Linked DNA regions of Hordeum vulgare: region 2 is linked to region 1. The links are chromatin contacts, called in public Hi-C maps. All regions are on one chromosome and are shown on one strand. Each heading gives the region's core, a stretch centred on a gene start, on an enhancer-like site or on the middle of the called end of the contact. The rest is flanking DNA. Distances are from core to core; before and after follow the strand shown. Region 1 overlaps LOC123399544 (U-box domain-containing protein 33-like). Region 2 holds the start of LOC123396379.

Evidence for each region. A called contact is a pair of places that touch in the nucleus more often than the background predicts.
Region 2: a Hi-C map of leaf shows a contact between it and region 1, with 4 times the contacts expected there. The contact joins the promoter of LOC123396379 here to the enhancer-like site in region 1. A contact is called at or near these places in 2 of 6 Hi-C or Micro-C datasets (leaf and seedling).

The regions. Positions count from the first base shown.
Region 1 is chr5H:423,485,759-423,489,872 of MorexV3_pseudomolecules_assembly, forward strand. LOC123399544 (U-box domain-containing protein 33-like) reads left to right here. Exons shown (of 8, transcript XM_045093947.1): 5 at 2,093-2,438; 6 at 2,574-2,720; 7 at 2,809-4,065. Among protein-coding and RNA genes, the nearest start is that of LOC123399544, 15 kb to the left of the region's middle. Within about 2 kb of position 2,288, at least 1 of the 3 cell types and tissues checked has open chromatin away from gene starts, as enhancers often do. A contact at or near this core is called in leaf, where this site is marked.
Region 2 is chr5H:423,747,333-423,751,446 of MorexV3_pseudomolecules_assembly, forward strand. LOC123396379 reads left to right here and starts at 1,822. Exons shown (of 1, transcript XM_045091331.1): 1 at 1,822-2,388. The coding sequence starts at 1,898. The coding sequence ends at 2,164.

The sequences.
Region 1 (4,114 bases), core at 1,038-3,537:
TGACAAGCATGAAGCATAGCAAAGTAGTAGCAACATCAATCTTAGAACTAACTCGATTACATGATAGATCTCATCCAACCCATCACCGTCTAGCAAGGCTACGATGAGATTACTCACGAATGGTGAAGAGCATCATGGAATAGGCGATGAAGGATGGTTGGTGATGACGACGGCGATGATTTCCCCTCTCCGGAGCCCGGAACGGACTCCAGATCTGCCCTCTAGAGGAAGAATTGGTGGTGGCGGCGGCTCCGTGTCGTAAAACGCGATGAACTCTTCTCTCCTAATTTTTTTTGGGTGAGAGAGACTAATAGAGCTGGAGTTGGAGGCGGCTAGGCCACGAGTGCCTCACAAGCCTGCCAGGCGCGACCAGGGGGGTGGCCCGCGCCTCCTGGGCTTGTGGCCCCTGGCTCCGTCCCTCCAGGTAATTCTTGCGCCAGTATTTTTTATATATTCCACAAAAAATCCTCGTAAAATTCCAGGTCATTCCGAAAATTTTATTTCTGCGCAAAAACAGCACCATGACAATTCTGGTGAAAACAGCGTCAGTCCGGATTAGTTCCATTCAAATCATGCAAACTAGAGTCCAAAACAAGGGCAAAAGAGTTTGGAAAAGTAGATACGATGGAGACATATCACACACACACGCCAAAGTTATCAGGACCGGGTACGGGGGGTTATATTTCACCAACAGCCCTCCCCCACCCATCACCATCGCCGCCAAAAGTTACCAGGACTGGGGTACATAAGTTATCATGTTTGCGATGTGTAAGTTATCATGCTATTTACACAAATATTTGTCGGGGTATATTTCATCAACAACCCCCCTCCTCACCACCGTCGCCAAAGTTACTAGGATTGTCGTACATAAGTTATCAAGTCTGCGATGTGTGAGTTATCTTGCTATTCACACACAAAGTTACCGGGGATACATTTCATCAGCCAACCCCACCCGGTCACCAATTTTATCAAGACTAGGTTACATTAGTTATCAGGTCTACAATTTGTGAGTTACCATGCTATTCACATAAAAGTTACCGGGGTATATTTCATCACCCTTCCCTCGCGAAAAGTACGAGAACCGAGGTGCATAAGTTATCGGATCTTCGATATGTGAGTTATCATGCTATTGCCACAAAGTTTACCTAGGGATACTTGATCACCCCCCCCCTCACACACACACCAAAGTTATCAGGACCGGGTACCTAAATTATTAGGTCTGTGATGTGTGAGTTATCAGGGTGTTTATATGTAAGTTATTAGGTCCACGATGCTTTAATTACCATGTTATTCACACAACATTATTGGAAGATGTTTCAACAAAAAAATCAGGTCAAAATAATCCCGGTGTTGTTTGTACGTGGGTTATCAACTATGTTGTGCATGTATTACATGCTATGTACGTGGGTCATCAACAATAGATCTTGTTTCCAAGATCTCGTCACTAATAAAAAAGGTTGGAGGAAAAAATTTCATGTCTCGTTAACTTCAGTGCAACCACGATGATAACTTATGTAGCACCGATGTGATAACTTAGGTATCCGAGATGTGGTAACTTTTGACGAGAAAAAATATCGTCGGAACATATCAACATGAGAGCTAGTTTTGAAGGTCTCGCCGAGACGATTTTTTATGTGAAAACGGATTTTGAATCGAGGCAATGGTTTGAGCTCCACAACATTTTGAAGTTTAAATTTTGTTGAAATCTTTGATGACAACAACATTTTTGTCTCTATATACATGCATGCACACTTAAGATCAATTAGCAATTTACTTTTTTATTTACTCCTAAAACATCCCATGCAACCCCTCGTCATTGGATTGAAAATAAACATCGTCGGACTAGTGCGGTCGTTAAATACCGGATGTATGAAAAATAGCAATCTCGAATTTGAAAAGCTGACAACTACATATACTAAAGCGTTAATAATAGAAAGTACTACCTCCGTTACAGTTTAAAAGACACGCACGTGTACCTAGATCATTAATTTAACATATAAAAATTCTATTGTTTAATATAAAAATTATATTATTAGGAAATAAAACATCTAAAGTTCATGTCGTTAATGCCATTTATCTGGCCTTTACTCAGGGAGGTCAGCGAGGAGCTGAACAGAGGAGAACCATCCACGGCTAGCACCAGCCCAAGATCTGTCGCCTCCGATTACTCGAGATCGAAATCGTCCCCGCCGCGCCTAACGCTCCACGGTGACTGTGACGGTGACGGCGAGCTGTTCGGACTGCAGCACGACTCGCGCGATCCGATGATGGCGGCGTCGCTCCGCCGAACTCCGAGCAGGGACGACAGCGACAATGCCGAGGATCACAGCGTCGAGGATTTCGGCCATGAGGGAGCTGCTGAAGGTGGGTCGTCGGCTGTCGTGCATTCACTGCAAGATGTCGACGAAGACCCACCCACACCTTCGCACGATGGTTCGGTATGTGCAGGCATTTCAAAGAAGATTAAAAAAAAAATCTGAACAACAAATTTTCATGCGCTACGGCCTACGGTACGGTCGTGTGATCGTGTCGGCATGGTATGAGACATTCTTGTATGATGGTTTTGTTGTCAGGAGGAGGAGGCTGGCGACATGGAAGATGCTCTGTACGAGAAGCTCAAAGACGCGATTACGGAGGCCGGGAGCCTCAGGCACGAGGCGTACGAAGAGACTCGCCGGCGGCAGAAGGCTGACCGAGACCTGGCCGACGCGTCTAGGATGGTAAGTTTCTAGATACAAGGGATGAAACTGGTTTGCTTCGATCAGCGCGTCAGATTCTTGATCTTCGTCTTGATTCTGATGGGTGCAGGCCAGGGAGGCGGAGAGCTCGTACCATGGCGAGGCGAGGCGCCGGAAGGAGATGGAGGAGAGTCTGACGAGGGAGCGCGCGGCCATGGAGCAGGAAAGGCGGGAGCTCGACGCCATTCTCGAGAAGATACGGGCGGTTGATGACCGCAGCGCCGAGCTCGAGCTCCAGATCACCGACTCAGGGCGCGTGATGAGCGAGCTCGATGTCAGGATGTCGGAGTCGTGCTCTGTCCTCGACGCGCTCAGGCGGGGGCGCCGAGGAGAAGACCCTGCAGCTGACGAAGAATCCATGCCTGCGGTGGATGGTGGTAATCAAGATGTGAGTTTCTTGCGGCTTGGTTTGTCGGAGCTGGAGGAGGCGACCGATCGTTTCCACGAGTCCGCCATGATAGGAGGCGCCGGTGCCGGCAGCCGCGGCCGCGTGTACAGGGGGAGCCTCCGCGGCATGAGCGTCGCCGTCAAGATGATCTGCCCCGACGTCGCCGTCGACGAGGCGCGGTTCGGTCGTGCAGTGGACGCCATCGCCAGGGCGAGGCACCCGCACATCGTCTCGCTCGTCGGCGCGTGCCCGGAGGCGCGCGCCGTGGTGCACGAGCTCGTGCCGGGCGGGAGCTTGGAGGACCGTCTTGCAGGGAAGGCGCCGCCACTGCCGTGGCACGCACGATGCGGCGTCGCGTACCGAACCTGCTCCGCCCTGGCCTACCTCCACTCGACGGCAACAGTGCATGGCGACGTCCGGCCAGCGAATATCCTCCTGGATGACGAGCGGTGCTCCTCCAGCAAGCTCGCCGGCCTCGGCATGCCTGGTCTCGTGGTGCCGCCACAGCTCCCCAGCGGGGTGGCGCTGGCGTATGTGGATCCGCGGTACCTGGCAACGGGGGAGCTGACACCGCAGTGCGACGTGCATGCGCTGGGCGTGGTCCTCCTCCGCCTTGTCACGGGCATGCCGGCGTTCGCGGCGAAGAAGGCGGCGCAGAAGGCCGCCGAGGGGAGCACGCCCTGGCACGAGGTGGTGGACGCGAGTGCCGGGGGGTGGCCGATGGAGCGCGCCACGGAGGTTGCGCTCCTCGGGCTGAAATGCTGCGACGCGGTTGAAACCGGAGGACCACGCCGCGCGGGCGAGCTTCTGGATGAGGCGCTGGGCGTGCTGGAGGCCGCGACGAACGCCACGCCGGGGAGGACGTGGTCGTCGCTCTCGGCGTCGACGGCGTCCGACAGCGGCGGCGCTCCGTCCTACTTCCTCTGCCCGATACTCAAGGTATGCACATGCGCGCTCGATCAATTTACATGTGCGCGGCTTTCCGAAA
Region 2 (4,114 bases), core at 572-3,071, 260 kb after region 1:
CTATGATCCCTAATTATCAAATCTTCATAATTGAATGATGCTTCAATTTGATTTTAACCCGGTCCACAATATTTCAAGGAGCTCTCCCATTTAATTATTTTAATTTTATATGTTTCTAAATTTAAAGCTTTTTCATTGGTATTCTATTTTGAATTTGGTTTACGGTTTTGGTCGTGCAAACGATTTTTCAAATCAATCAACAACAACCAGCCTACGAAAACAAATCAACCCTTCGCAGACTCCCATCACCCAGAAAAAACTGCGACCCATGTGGTACTATAGCACGAATATAGTATATACAACCATCGATTAAAAAATATCCCCATATAAATATGGGTTGATTAGCAGATAACACAAAATCACACCGCAAAATGCCTACCAAATAAACACATTGTAAATAAACATAAAACACACTCCATCATCTCCTCCACCTGTCAAAATAAATATTCCGCCAGTTTGAATATAAGAGTTATTAGTTTTTGAAAAGTCAAATTTCTTTAACTTTGATCAGGTTCAGAGTCAAAAATATCGACATCCAAAATATTAAACAAAAACTAAAAATTCCTTTTATGATGAATCTAATAACATCCATTTCATATTATGAATTTTGATATATTTCTTTTCAAGTTTGATCAAACATAAAAAAGTTTGACTTTTCAAAAAAGTAATACACCATATATTTCTAAATAGAACGAGTAAAGAAATTTAAGAATCCCAATAAGTTCAACGATGCAGCAGAGCGCGCTCAACCCTTCTAATATAATATGAAAGTATAGGTATAACAAATTCTACAAGAAATGCTTTTCCCACATAATTCGTGAATATCAATGATGTTTTGACATATCCAATCACCCACTCTGCTCTGAAATTCGAGAAATGAAAACGTTCATAGAAGTGGCGCTCACTCGAGCTTGCGGAAAAATATCTTTGAAATCAACAAGGAAACTTTTTTTGAACACAGTACAGGCACATGCGTTCATATACACATATATACACTCATCAATATGAATGCACACACGTACACCTACCTCTATGAGCACTTTCGTCAGGCTGAGCGATCATATCATCTTGAGATTTATGAAGCCATCGTAAACTCCTCGTCGTTGACGGGAACGTCTTATTTCACTAATGTGCATCACCAATTTTTTTTGAAATAAATTAAAAAATATATACGAGCGTGAGGACTTGAACTCTGATGACCTGAAAATATCATAATTCTTCTAACCATCTAATTAGGGGTTTGTTCGCAAAGGAAACGTCGGTTTTGGTTCATGAGCATTTCGATTATTGTTCTTGGTTTAGTTTCTTCGGCTTGTTTCAGACGGCACGCGCTAATTTTGGATTGAGTTGATCAGTAATTAATCAGGGTAGGGGCGTAGAGCCCGACTGCATAATAATAGAGATAGAGAATGTGACCGCGGAAAGCTGACGAGCCTCTTTTTTCGTCACTGACAGTGGGCCGCCACCATATCCGTTCGACGAGTCAGCGACCACTCCACACGTTTTCTCTTCTTTTCTTTCCTTCTCCCAGCAGAAAGGAAGCTGGTGAACGAAAGCAAAATGGCCCGCACGATTAATCCATGTGTACAAAGAAAAGGAGCAGCCGTGGCGTGCCTTTCCAAAACAGTTGAAACGGCGACCGCTCCGCTCGGCAGGCAGCCACCCCGCGTACGTCTCCGGCCCGCCGCCGTCGCTCTCCAGCCAAAATCGGCCCGCAAGCAAACCCACACCCGACAACCACCCCTAGACCCTAGTCGCCTCCCACCACCCCCATACGTACCGCTATATAAACCACGGTCGGCACGCCAAGAGACTGCGAGCTTCACCAACACCAATACGTTCGTGCAGTTGCAGTGCAGAAGATTAATAATTCAGCTCGTGCGTGCGTGCGTGCGCCATGGTGAGATCGCTTCCGTCTGTTTCGATGGAGGGGAGGAGGCTGGAGGAGGAGGAGCAGGAGCAGCGGGAGGTGCTGCTCATCCACAGCCAGGTGAGGAGGATCAAGCGGGAGGACGAGGAGACCCGGAGGCACCTCCTGAAGCTGCAGCTGCTGGAGACGAGGCCGGCGGCCGGGCACGGGCAGGAGGCCTCGCGGCCGGCCTCCCGCTCGCTGTCGCCACTGCGGCGCTCCGGGAGCGCCATATCGGTCGGTGACTGGGCCTAGTCACCTCGCCTGGCCGGCCCGCCGGCGTAGATACATAGGAGAGCGAGCGCGCGAGCTATATATATACTGTATGTGTGAGCCATAGTATAGTACGATGCCTGTTCATGCTCTCTGCGTGCATGGAACCAGAGCTTAGTTGATCGATCTAGCTGCTTTACATGCTCTGTTCCAGTCGACTTTTCTTCTTCCGTTGTAAATATACGAAAATTTAGTTCGTGCATCTACTCCATCCATCTTCTTCCATTGCTAGCCTCTTCAGAATTGATTCGGTTCTTCGTGAGTTTCGGCATGGAAATCCGCAGAAAACGCCGGCGAATCGGGCATGTCACTGCCAGTCCCGGATGATGCGCCTCAGGCAAGGCAGCGGCCAGCGGATGAGACGAGAGGCACAGATCGACGGAGGTAGCCAACATTGACTCGGAAGTATAGCATCGGTCGCATCCGCATGTGTATCTTCTCAGAATAAAGACGAGATCCGCATCTGTCATGTGGGCTAGGCTATGTTGTGCACGTGGTTGAACGCCGGAGCGTGGCATTGACACGCGGGAGGAGCACTAGAACCAACAGCGGCGCCGCACAGCAATAATTCAACCCAGCTTCCATGGTTTGTCCAAACCTTTTTCACAGAAAATAGCTTTGTTTTTTAATACTATAACCAAATGCGTTGCTGACACGGCATGCAGCCACCAGGGGAAGCATCTATCGGCTTCGCCTCCACGTCGCGGTAGCCAGCGGGCTGGCGTGTCCACGTCCAAGATAATAATCGAGGCACTCGCTCGCACGACGTCTGACGATTCACGATTAGGAATCGGGCTATTTCTTTTGTTTGCCCTGCACCGCACGAATATACAGCTCGCGTGCGTCTCAAAAAAATCAACAGAAGGATTTTACCTCACCTCTCATCGATGGCCCTATTTAGCCCCCTTCCTTTCATCGTTCAAAGCCCCGTCATCCTTCTTCTTCCTTTCGATCTTTTTCGTTGACGTGTCGATACACCGACGACGAGGTAATCTAAGCTCCTTCATCGGCCGGCAGTCCACAGCGACGACGACTCCCCTTCTCAACTTCTCCGATCCCTCCCGCGTCCCCCTCCCGAGTTGCAGCCATGGTCTCTGTGAGTTCAATCACCTTTTTTTCTCACTGTTCGTCCGAACGAGATCGGAGAGGATGTGGTCATAGGGTTAGATGTACAAGCATGTGGTAGGATTGATTCATGCATTGATCCGTAAACAGATGCTACATTTTAACGTTTTAGGAGCTATTTATGTTGGATCTATGTAGCTAGAGTAGTATGATAGTGATGAACACTATGGATTTGTATCATGCTAGAGTAGATAGTTCTGATGTTGAGGTAGCTATTGGTGATGGATTTATATCTAGTTGTCATGTATGTTCCTACTTCAATCGATCGTCTGGTTGTGATGTTGTGGTACTGCGTGTGCTATGCTTACAGTCTATGCGTAAAATTGTAGGACATGACCACGTAGATGCAAGATCTTAGTCAGGCCTTTCTCCTCGCGGACAGCTTGTACACGACCTACTATGTGGAGGATTTGCACCCCCTCCTCAAAAAGAACATGCCTACTGATTCAGAGGTATTCGAGGTGTCACCTGGTCCTTCTATGTTTGTGAAAGTTGTGCTCATTGAGCCAATTGCCACTTCTGCTACCGTTGCACTGAAGTCCAAAAAAATGGTAGAGGAAACAATATAAGGTGACAGGCATTCATGTCCATATTCGTGCTAAACAAGATATGCGAGCTCATCTCTAGTGGGGTTAGGAGTGACAAGGGCTTCAAGGAGGTGCACTTTAATACCGTTGCCAAGCAGGTGTTCGAGTTCTGGGGCCAGGAGATGAGTGCCACCCAGGTGTACAACCACGTGAGAAAGTGGAGAGCTCGATGGATCCAAGTGTCCAAGCTGAGAGACCATAGTGGTGCATGTCGAGGGGA